Regions from separate parts of the Rattus norvegicus genome. Here all the other regions are linked to region 3. The links are chromatin contacts, called in public Hi-C maps. All regions are on one chromosome and are shown on one strand. Each heading gives the region's core, a stretch centred on a gene start, on an enhancer-like site or on the middle of the called end of the contact. The rest is flanking DNA. Distances are from core to core; before and after follow the strand shown. Region 1 overlaps Gpc6 (glypican 6). Region 2 overlaps Gpc6 (glypican 6). Region 3 holds the start of Gpc6 (glypican 6).

Region 1 (2,964 bases), core at 267-2,766, 550 kb before region 3:
GGCATACATAGAGAGATAATTAACATCCGAAGAAGCATCATAACTTAGGGCTTTACAAAGCCTGTAAATTTAGCATTGCTAGCAGACTAATCACCAATGCAGAGAGTGGAAAATGAAATAAGACCTTGGTCACACTGCTGTTGTAATGCACAATGTCACTTTGTGTGGATTTGCAAATTGGAAGCTACATCACCTTATACTGAAATAAGAAGCTGCATAACAAACAGGAAGCGTGAGAATGATAGATCAGGAGCAATAAATTAGCCTCACATTGTCATAAACACATGCTAAATAAGGGAGCAGGGTTTAAATCAGGCTGACACGCATCCAGTACTGACAGTAATTGTGGAAAGCACATGAATAGCATTTCCTTCCAAATGGTGCAGCCACTGACCAGGCGGCCATGGCTCATTTTTAACAAATTTTATATTTTGGATAGTGGAAACATATCTTATTGCCTTAATCAAAACAGAGATTGGTTTCTTTGGGTAAGTTATATGGGGAAAGTAATTTAAGACTTCAATTCTACAAATTTGTCTGCTGAAATGAAAAATATTCTTGCTGGTAAACTAAGGAAAGTGGCTTTTTTTAAAAAATAAACAACTATCTAGAATGGTAGGTGTCTTATTACTATTTTTTGGTCTGTATTTATCTGTATTTGGAATACAGTACTATTCTCTTCAAAGGGTTTTGGTGACCTGCAAGCACAGGATTTCCTAGTAATGGAATCAAATGTGGCAGTTACCTAAAACCTGTTCCTTCAGTGGTTAGGTTCCAGAAAGAGACAATTGCCCTGTTTTCAACAAAATTTCTGCATTTTTTTAAAAAAATTCTACTCAATATTTATTTAACCTACTAGGTTTAATCTAACTCCTCAGTGTATTACACATGGTAACTTTATTAGCATTTTAAGTAATTGATGGCATTTGTAAGCTGGTATTTTGCTTGAATTAAGGAGAAAGAAACAGTAAGATGTGACAGTGCAATGCATAGGTCAGTTGGGCACAGTAGAGAATTCAATGGAAATGAATTCTACTGAGTTTGTACTTAGCACAGGGTGGATTCTACCCCCTTGTATCTTTCTGGTCTGTTACATGAAGAGCTAATTACAACCAAATTGTTTACTAGGCCCCAATCAAGGGCTATTGCAGTTTGGACAGTGGGCTTTTTTCTGCCGTAGATTTGTAGATTCACTGTAAGAGGCGGTTTTGCCTGGTGCCTGTGAGTCTTGCTTGTTCCATAGTTGTCAATGATTACAGATGTTTCAGAATTACCCTTACTATTACAGGATACAAGAGGATTTTAACTTAGCCCAAAGATATGTAAACAAAGGGAGCTCTGGAATGTGGGCTTAAAAATGAATCGAGTTGCTTTTCCATGGGAAGAATGTGTGAACATGGCCGATTCCACTGCTCCTGGGTCACAGGACACATTTGACTCATGTATACTCTTGTCTAAATTTAGATTTAGATACCCAAGTGACCGTTGACATCATCTGGGGACATTTCTATCTGGCATGGCTCAGAAGGGGAGGGGAGATGACACTGTCAATTGTTATGCAGAGACTAGACATGGTACCCAGTGTTCTGCAATACAGAAAGCACTTGGTGAAGAACTATTTGTCTGCAAATCACCACATATGAGAACAACATCAAGAAGCATGCAGAGTCATAGCACCATAAATTATTGAGAAAAAGCACAACTGTCCTTCTCTTATACACCCACTGTTCTCCAAGTTCTAAATTCAACAACACAGAGCTCATTCCATCAGTTTGTTTGAGCTCTACACCTTCGTTTGTTTTCATTGAAAGGACACAAGGCCCTATGTGACACTCTACAAACACCAGAAAGGGGGCAAGCCTCCCCGTCCTTTCTAACAATGCAGTCAAGCTGACATTTGCTAAAGAAGCCAGGACCCTGAAGGTGACACTTTACTATTGAAAACAGAATGGAGCTGTTTAGCATCCTTTCTATGTGTATGCCTCTCTTCATTTCTCTCTTGATCTCACTGATAGGTCTGAATACAGAAACATAACTCATTATAGTAATGTAATTCATTAGGTATATTAATGTATGTTAATGTAATCTTCTGAGTTCTATAGAATAGAACTGGAGAACAGCTGTCTAATAATTAAGAAAGTAGTTTTTTGATCACAATAGCTTAGTATATAACATGAGAAAAAATTAATCTGTTAATTAATTTTTAACATGGATAGAGGAAGAACTATTGTGCATGGTTGCCAGATAGAGAGAAGTAAATGAAAAATGTTTACCTTTAGCAAAAATCACTTACATTCCACAGTTGAGCCTGTAGGTGATGGCATGAATTAGTTGTTAGTTGAGGACCTCCAGGGTGATGGGGACTAATGCTCATGTTAATGAGGGAATTTATGCTTTGTTAGTTGACAGAAAGAAAATCTTCAAGATTTCTGAGCAGGGGATTGCAGGAGCAAATAGGAACATAAATAAGCTAACCAGGAAGGCAATGGAGTGAGAAAATTGTGAGGATAGGCACATGGAGACTAGAGAAGACACTGAGAGCTTTAAAGGAGTTAATAAATGAGACAGGAAGAAACGTGGTACAGTATTCCTAGGCCATATCCATAGTGTACATCTGGAGTTCATCACAGGTGGTCCAACGTTTCTGGAGGATGCTATATCCATTAACAGAACTCTGAATTGAGAAGAAAGAACACAAGAGGAGAAATATGCATTCTATTTTGGACTTAAAACCATGATGAAGATCTTCACATAGACATTTCTACCAAGTAATTCATGTTAGAATAATATTAAAGAGTGAAGTGAGATGATAGAATGATTTAGAAAGGTGAGAACAATTTACCTAAAGATGATTAGTGGAGCCACAGAACCTTTCTGAGACTAACTAGGTAAGGAAAAAGGAGGTCAAAAGATTGAATCTTTGGAAATGGACTCACATGAGTGCATAAAATAGAGTAGGAAAAA
Region 2 (2,700 bases), core at 98-2,597, 940 kb before region 3:
AGTGCTTCAGCTCAAGAACTGTCATGCTTTGTGATGGTGTGTGTGTGTGTGTGTGTGTGTGTGTGTGTATGTGTGCGTGCGAGTGTGTGTGTGTGTGCGTGTGTGTGCGTGTGTGTGCGCGCGCATGCGTGTGTGTGCGTATGTGTGTGCGCGTGCGTATGAGTGTGTGTGTGCGCGTGTGTGTGCGCGTGCACATGTGTGCGGTGTGTGTATGTGTGTGCACGTGCACGTGCGCGCGTGTGTGAGTGTGTGTGTGCGTGCATGTGTGTGTGTGTGAGTGTGTGCATGTGTGCGTGCGCGCACACGCGAGTGTGACTCTTACAAACTTGCATCTCTCTCCTTTCTTGTCTTGGTGACCTGTACCTGCCTCTGCTTCCAGAGCACCAAGAGATAAAGTCATCCGTCCTGACGGACATGCCACACCAGTGTCATTAGTTGGTGTGTGATAGAGACCACGGATGATCCTTATGAGCTGTGCATCTAAGACTCCCAGAATAACGAACTTGTATCCCTCTCAGCCTAGGGGCGTGTGGGTTCTGAGCAGATACCTCTAGGTGCTGAAAACTGGTGTGGGGCATAGGGAAGAGCCCTAGATCGGCTTAGGGAGGGAAGCTGGCTTTTGGATGTGCCCTGCCAATGCACTGCAATCTTATAGGACGAAGTGAGGCCATGAACATGGGAGACTTCGCTCTCCTCTTTCAGCTTCTGTGAGGCCTCCTCTGGCGAAGACTAACTGGGGCCCTCAGGGGCCTTAGGTACACTTGGAATCTCCAGGCTTCCAGGGTGGAGCAGGCTGGTGATAAGACAGAATGGCTGTTCAGGGACACAGAGAAGCTGCCAGCCGCATCTGTGTGTGTGTGGTTTCGTGCTGGCTTCTTGGTTTCATGTTACCATATACATCACAGTCCTCCTGCTGAGTGGCAACGCTAAATGTCTCAGCTTGAGGAGTGCAGGGGTGACCCGGGTAGCTGTAGGCCAGCCCAATTCCCTTCCTGCCAGCACTACCAGACACCAGCTTTATCTGTTACCTCAGCCTTACGGCTGGAGCCATCTCTGGCCGGCTGCCCACGGCCCTTACGCCTTCCCTCTGCCTTGCTGCTCTGCACGCAGGCCAAAAGCCACTCTTCTATGACATGGAGGAGCACGCAAGTCCTGTGCACAGCACCCCAGGAAGCCCCAGCCCGCCACAGCTGAACCCTAGTTTTCCACCTCTGTCTTGTTTTTCTGTCCTGTGTTTCTTTGCGTCTCCTTCCCTCGCCCTTTGTTCTCTGTTTCCTAGGCTTCCTGACCGCGTTGTTTAATTACCCGTCTGCCCTTGCCTCTCCGAAATCGTCTGGAATGTTTCTGAGACATCCAGTGCTGACTCAACCCCATCAGGGAAATTCACGAGGATACGCTGCTACAAGGATCCGATTCCCTTAGTAACGGGCCCTTCACGGTTTCATGTCTGGTTATTTTTATTTAAATCTGAGACGGAGGGAGTTGGCGTGGTGGGCTAAGGTCACAGAGGGCGGCTCAGACCCATTACCGAGCCACAGATTCACATTCTTTTGGAATCTTTGGCAAATGAGCTGATCTCCCCATCAGGAAAAGGCTGGTTGCTATTCCTCTTGGTTTTTGGGGGCGGCGGGGGGGGGGAGGAGTGAGAAGGCTGGTCTCCCCCAGCCCCACCCCCATCCTCGGGAGATTGTGGTTGAGGGACTCTAAGGCTCAATCACAGACCCAGATGTGCCGTCTTAACTCTCCGGAGTCTCCCGTCACTTTCTGGTAGCTTTGTGTTCCCACAGAAGCCATTGGCACTCCGGGAGCTGGTCTGTCTCAGAACCAGCGTGATGTGGGACAGCTGTATGAGACACCGCCTCCTGAGGATTCACTCCAGGCATATTTGGTTTTCAGAAACTCTCATTAAGCCGGAGAACGCAGAGGGATCGCCGAGGAGCTGCGTCCCTAGGCGGTATTTCATGGAAGCTTGGGGAAAAGTTGCCATCCGTAGATGTTTTTTATCATGACTTTATTTTTATGGGCCTCCCTCTCTTCGCTCTTCTCCCTTGTGTTTTTTTTGTTTGCTAACCTTTTCTGTGAGAGATCCTTATACAGTTCAGGGTACGGGAAGTAAATGCAGTAGGTACTGAAAGGAAAATGCAAACTCACATGCTCCTTGTCTGAAAAGTCTGCTTATTCCATGCATTAACAGAAGTTCCCTTCCCCTGTCCAGATCCCCCCCCCCCTCTCTCTCTCTCTCTCTCTCTCTGTGTGTGTGTGTGTATGTGTCTGTGTGTGTGTAAGGCAGAGGTCAATGTTCGGTATTTTATCAATCATTCTTGCAATCTATTTGAGACAGTGTCTCTTCGCTGGGCCAGGAGCTCACTGACCAGGTGGGTTGGTCTGACTGCCCTGTGAGCATCCTGGCGCCATTTCTCCAACCCTGGCACTGCAGAGGTGCATCTGTCCCAAGCTTACTTGCTGGGTTCTGAGGGAGAGAACCCAGGTCCTCACACAGAGCAAGCATTTTACCAACTGCACCATCTCTTCACACCACAAACATCAAGTTTTTTAAAATCACGGTCTACTAATGTTAGAGGCTCATGCAGGGTCAGCCCTGTGCCCGCGAGGGTGACGTTTGCCTGTGGATCTCTTGCCCACTGCCATATCCTGTTCTGTATCCTCTTTTGTTTACCCTTCACCTTCTGCTGAGACACC
Region 3 (2,880 bases), core at 59-2,558:
TCTCTCCACCGCCCCCGCCGGCGCGAAGGCGGGAGTGGAGAAGGCGCCACTAAGACGGTGGCGCTGAGCGAACTGCGGCCGCAGTTCTCCCAAGTTTGCCCCAGCGAGAGGGATGCGATGGGCGCCCGGTTCCGCTCTCTGCCTCCGCTAGCCGTCCTCACTCCATCTTCCCCTGCTCTAGAGGCCAGGCCCGGCTCTAGGCCAGCCACGGAGGTAGCAGGGCGCGGGAGCAGATGCAGGGAGCGAGGGGCGAGGGAACAGTGTGCTCCCGCGTGTGCACACAATGAGGCGGCGGGCACGCACACCTTCCTCCCGCCCGGGAAACGGAATCAGCCTCCGCCGCCTGGATGCTGGGACGCGGGGTTCCTGGGAGGCACCCGCAGAAAGTGAGCACCAACTGAGCAACAGGGGGTAGGGAGAGGGCGCCCCGCCGCCTCTCGGGGCTGCAGCGGGCCCCGGGCCCGCGCTTACCTGCGATCTCCTGGTAGGGGATGTCCGCCAGGCTGAATCCCTTGGCACCGTAAGCCTGACGGACCTCGCTGCAGCTCCGAGCCTTCACGTCCGCCGCGGCCGGGAGGGTCAGCAGCAGCCCGGAGAGAGGAAGAATCACAGCCCGGATCCAAGAAGGCATGGTGCAACATGCAAGTCCACCTCGGCAGCCCCCAGCTCCCTGTGCGCTCTTCACCTTGCCCCTCGAGCCGAAAGCCCGCCAGAGCCTGCGGCGCGCTCCTTAGCCGCTGCCCAGCGTCACCCCCTTCCGCCAGCCGAGGGGACGAGCCGCGCAGCCCTCTGGACTGCACTCAGCAAACTTTTATAAGCCAGATGGAGGATGGCAAGCCAACCAGGGCTGCCTTGGGAAGGCTGCCGGCTCCGCTAGCCACTACGGTAGAAAACCGTGCGAGAAAGAGAAGAAAAGAGGAAAAAGCAAGGAAATGTCTTCTTTCTTTCTTTCTTTCTTTCTTTTTTTAAATACCACAGTGGGGGTGTTCAGCCCTGCGGTCCGAGTTCCGAGCCGCAGAGTCGTAGAGCGCTGCGAGCTCGCCTAGCCAGTGTGCGCGACGAAGGTGGGACCGCGCGCCGGCTCCCCCCCGAGGGAGATGGACAGGCCGGCGCGAGTGTGAGCGCGCGTGTTTGTGGGTGTGAACGCGGGGCTCTCGGGGAGGTGTGTGCGTGGAGGTATGTGATGGAAATGTATGGGATCCAGGGGAAACCTCAGCTTCACATAGACTGAGGGAGCCAGTGAGAGTCTTCTTGAAATAGGAAGAGAGAAAATCCTGGAGACTGACACAGGAGGCAAGAGGAAAGGAGAAAGGAGGGGAGGGAGAGAGGGAGAAACGTGCTACCCAGTGCACAGCCGAAATTCAGAGGCAGAATCGGCCGCAAAACCTGGAATGGATCGCGAGCCACTAGGCAGGAGGAGAAAGATTACCAGCTAGAGGTCCCTATTTTCTCGGTCACTTTATGGCCTCCACGCCCGTCCGAGATCGAGATGCTCCCTTTCCTGACGTAAATAAGCCATTAAAAAAAGACTAAGTGTTTGAGGAGAGTAATTGTGATCACGCTATATTTTTTCCTGGAGATGAAGGAATATCGTCGCATTCCCAATTGTTGCTCCTGCCCCAGTGTACCCAACACAAAGCCAGGGAAGAAATGAACAGAAAAGAAACCTAGGTCAGAGCCACCTCTCTAAGTAGCAGCTGCTTTCTGCTTGTCTTAATGAATTTTTATTTTCTAAGAACGGGTAGTTAGTGCATGATGGTCTTTACTTCCCTCCCCCAACTCTTCTCTCTCTCTCTCTCTCTCTCTCTCTCTCTCTCTCTCTCTCTCTCTCTCACACACACACACACACACACACACACACACACACACACAAGGAGCAAGCATAAGCAGTAAAGTGAAGGGAGGGAAGGAGAGAGGGAGAGAGCGAGAGAGAGAGAGTTGTGCCACCTACAAAACACTCTGGGTTCTTGAATCACTAGGCTTAGGGTGTGTGGAGATAAAACAATGGCCGCAGGCCATGCATGAATCAAGTCTCCTGGAGAGGTATGGTGTCTTAATTTTCTCTCATCTCTCATCTCTCACGCTAAGCTTAACATTCTCTCCCAAGTTCTCAGAAGTCTCATATCTAGTCTGTGAAACTTTCAGTTCTGTGAAGTGGGATGAAAGTGAAGATTCAGTTTTAACCAATTTCCTGGGGTTTTTTATGCTAATGAACGCAGAGACCTAACCTATTTAAGTTTGTCTTGAAACCCACAGCTCCTGAAACTAACCAATCAGAAAGGAAAGAGGTGCTACCCAGTAGCTATACCTTGTGTACGCTGGTCTCACAATTCCGGAGAAGTCAGAACAGGGTCAAGCGTAGTTCTGTGGTACTGGTCTGTAAACCTGCAGGACGATGTTTTCCTCATGACTAGTGACCAAAGGGGCTCCGGAATCTTGTATTTGCCTCTATCATGGGTACCTTCATTATGGTCAGCATCGTTTGAACATCTTCTTTTCCAAGAACTCCTCTTTAGCCCATCATCCCTAAGACTCAAGAGGAGGATCTGGCTCACTTTAGAAACGCTTTCAAAATGGTGCTGTCTTTATGGAGTGATAGAGTGCTTGCTTGTTCCGTCCTCAAAAATTCATAAAAAATGCTAGCACTGGAGGAACAGACAGGAGTCGAGCCTTATCAAGGAGCTTTAAGCCTTTTGCAGTCTCAAAGGAGGGGACTGGAGAGAAGGCTCAGCAGTTAAGACCACATATTGTTCTTGTAGAGGACAAGAGTTTGATTCTCAGCTCTCAAATAGTATGGCTCCCAAACTCTTCTAGTTCCAAAGATACATGACCCCTCTAGCATCTCTCTCTCTCTCTCTCTCTCTCTCTCTCTCTCTCTCT

Evidence for each region. Hi-C and Micro-C count contacts between places; a contact is called where the count stands out from the background.
Region 1: a contact with region 3 is called in a Hi-C map of the A7r5 cell line, with 4 times the contacts expected there. The contact joins the enhancer-like site here to the promoter of Gpc6 in region 3. A contact is called at or near these places in 3 of 12 Hi-C or Micro-C datasets (the A7r5 cell line, Schwann cells and frontal cortex).
Region 2: a contact with region 3 is called in a Hi-C map of Schwann cells, with 16 times the contacts expected there. The contact joins the enhancer-like site here to the promoter of Gpc6 in region 3. A contact is called at or near these places in 4 of 12 Hi-C or Micro-C datasets (the A7r5 cell line, Schwann cells, frontal cortex and 1 more) and 1 of 1 datasets of contacts at active chromatin or transcription factors (oligodendrocytes).

The regions. Positions count from the first base shown.
Region 1 is chr15:100,988,388-100,991,351 of GRCr8, reverse strand. The region is part of intron 3 of Gpc6 (glypican 6); the gene reads right to left. Among named protein-coding and RNA genes, the nearest start is that of Dct, 520 kb to the left of the region's middle. Within about 2 kb of position 1,516, at least 6 of the 93 cell types and tissues checked have an H3K27ac peak or open chromatin away from gene starts, as enhancers often do. A contact at or near this core is called in the A7r5 cell line, where this site is marked.
Region 2 is chr15:101,379,583-101,382,282 of GRCr8, reverse strand. All of the region lies in intron 6 of Gpc6 (glypican 6), which reads right to left. Among named protein-coding and RNA genes, the nearest start is that of Dct, 130 kb to the left of the region's middle. Within about 2 kb of position 1,347, at least 15 of the 93 cell types and tissues checked have an H3K27ac peak or open chromatin away from gene starts, as enhancers often do. A contact at or near this core is called in Schwann cells, where this site is marked.
Region 3 is chr15:100,435,893-100,438,772 of GRCr8, reverse strand. It overlaps Gpc6 (glypican 6), which reads right to left and starts at 1,308. Exons shown (of 9, transcript NM_001427433.1): 1 at 472-1,308. The coding sequence starts at 631.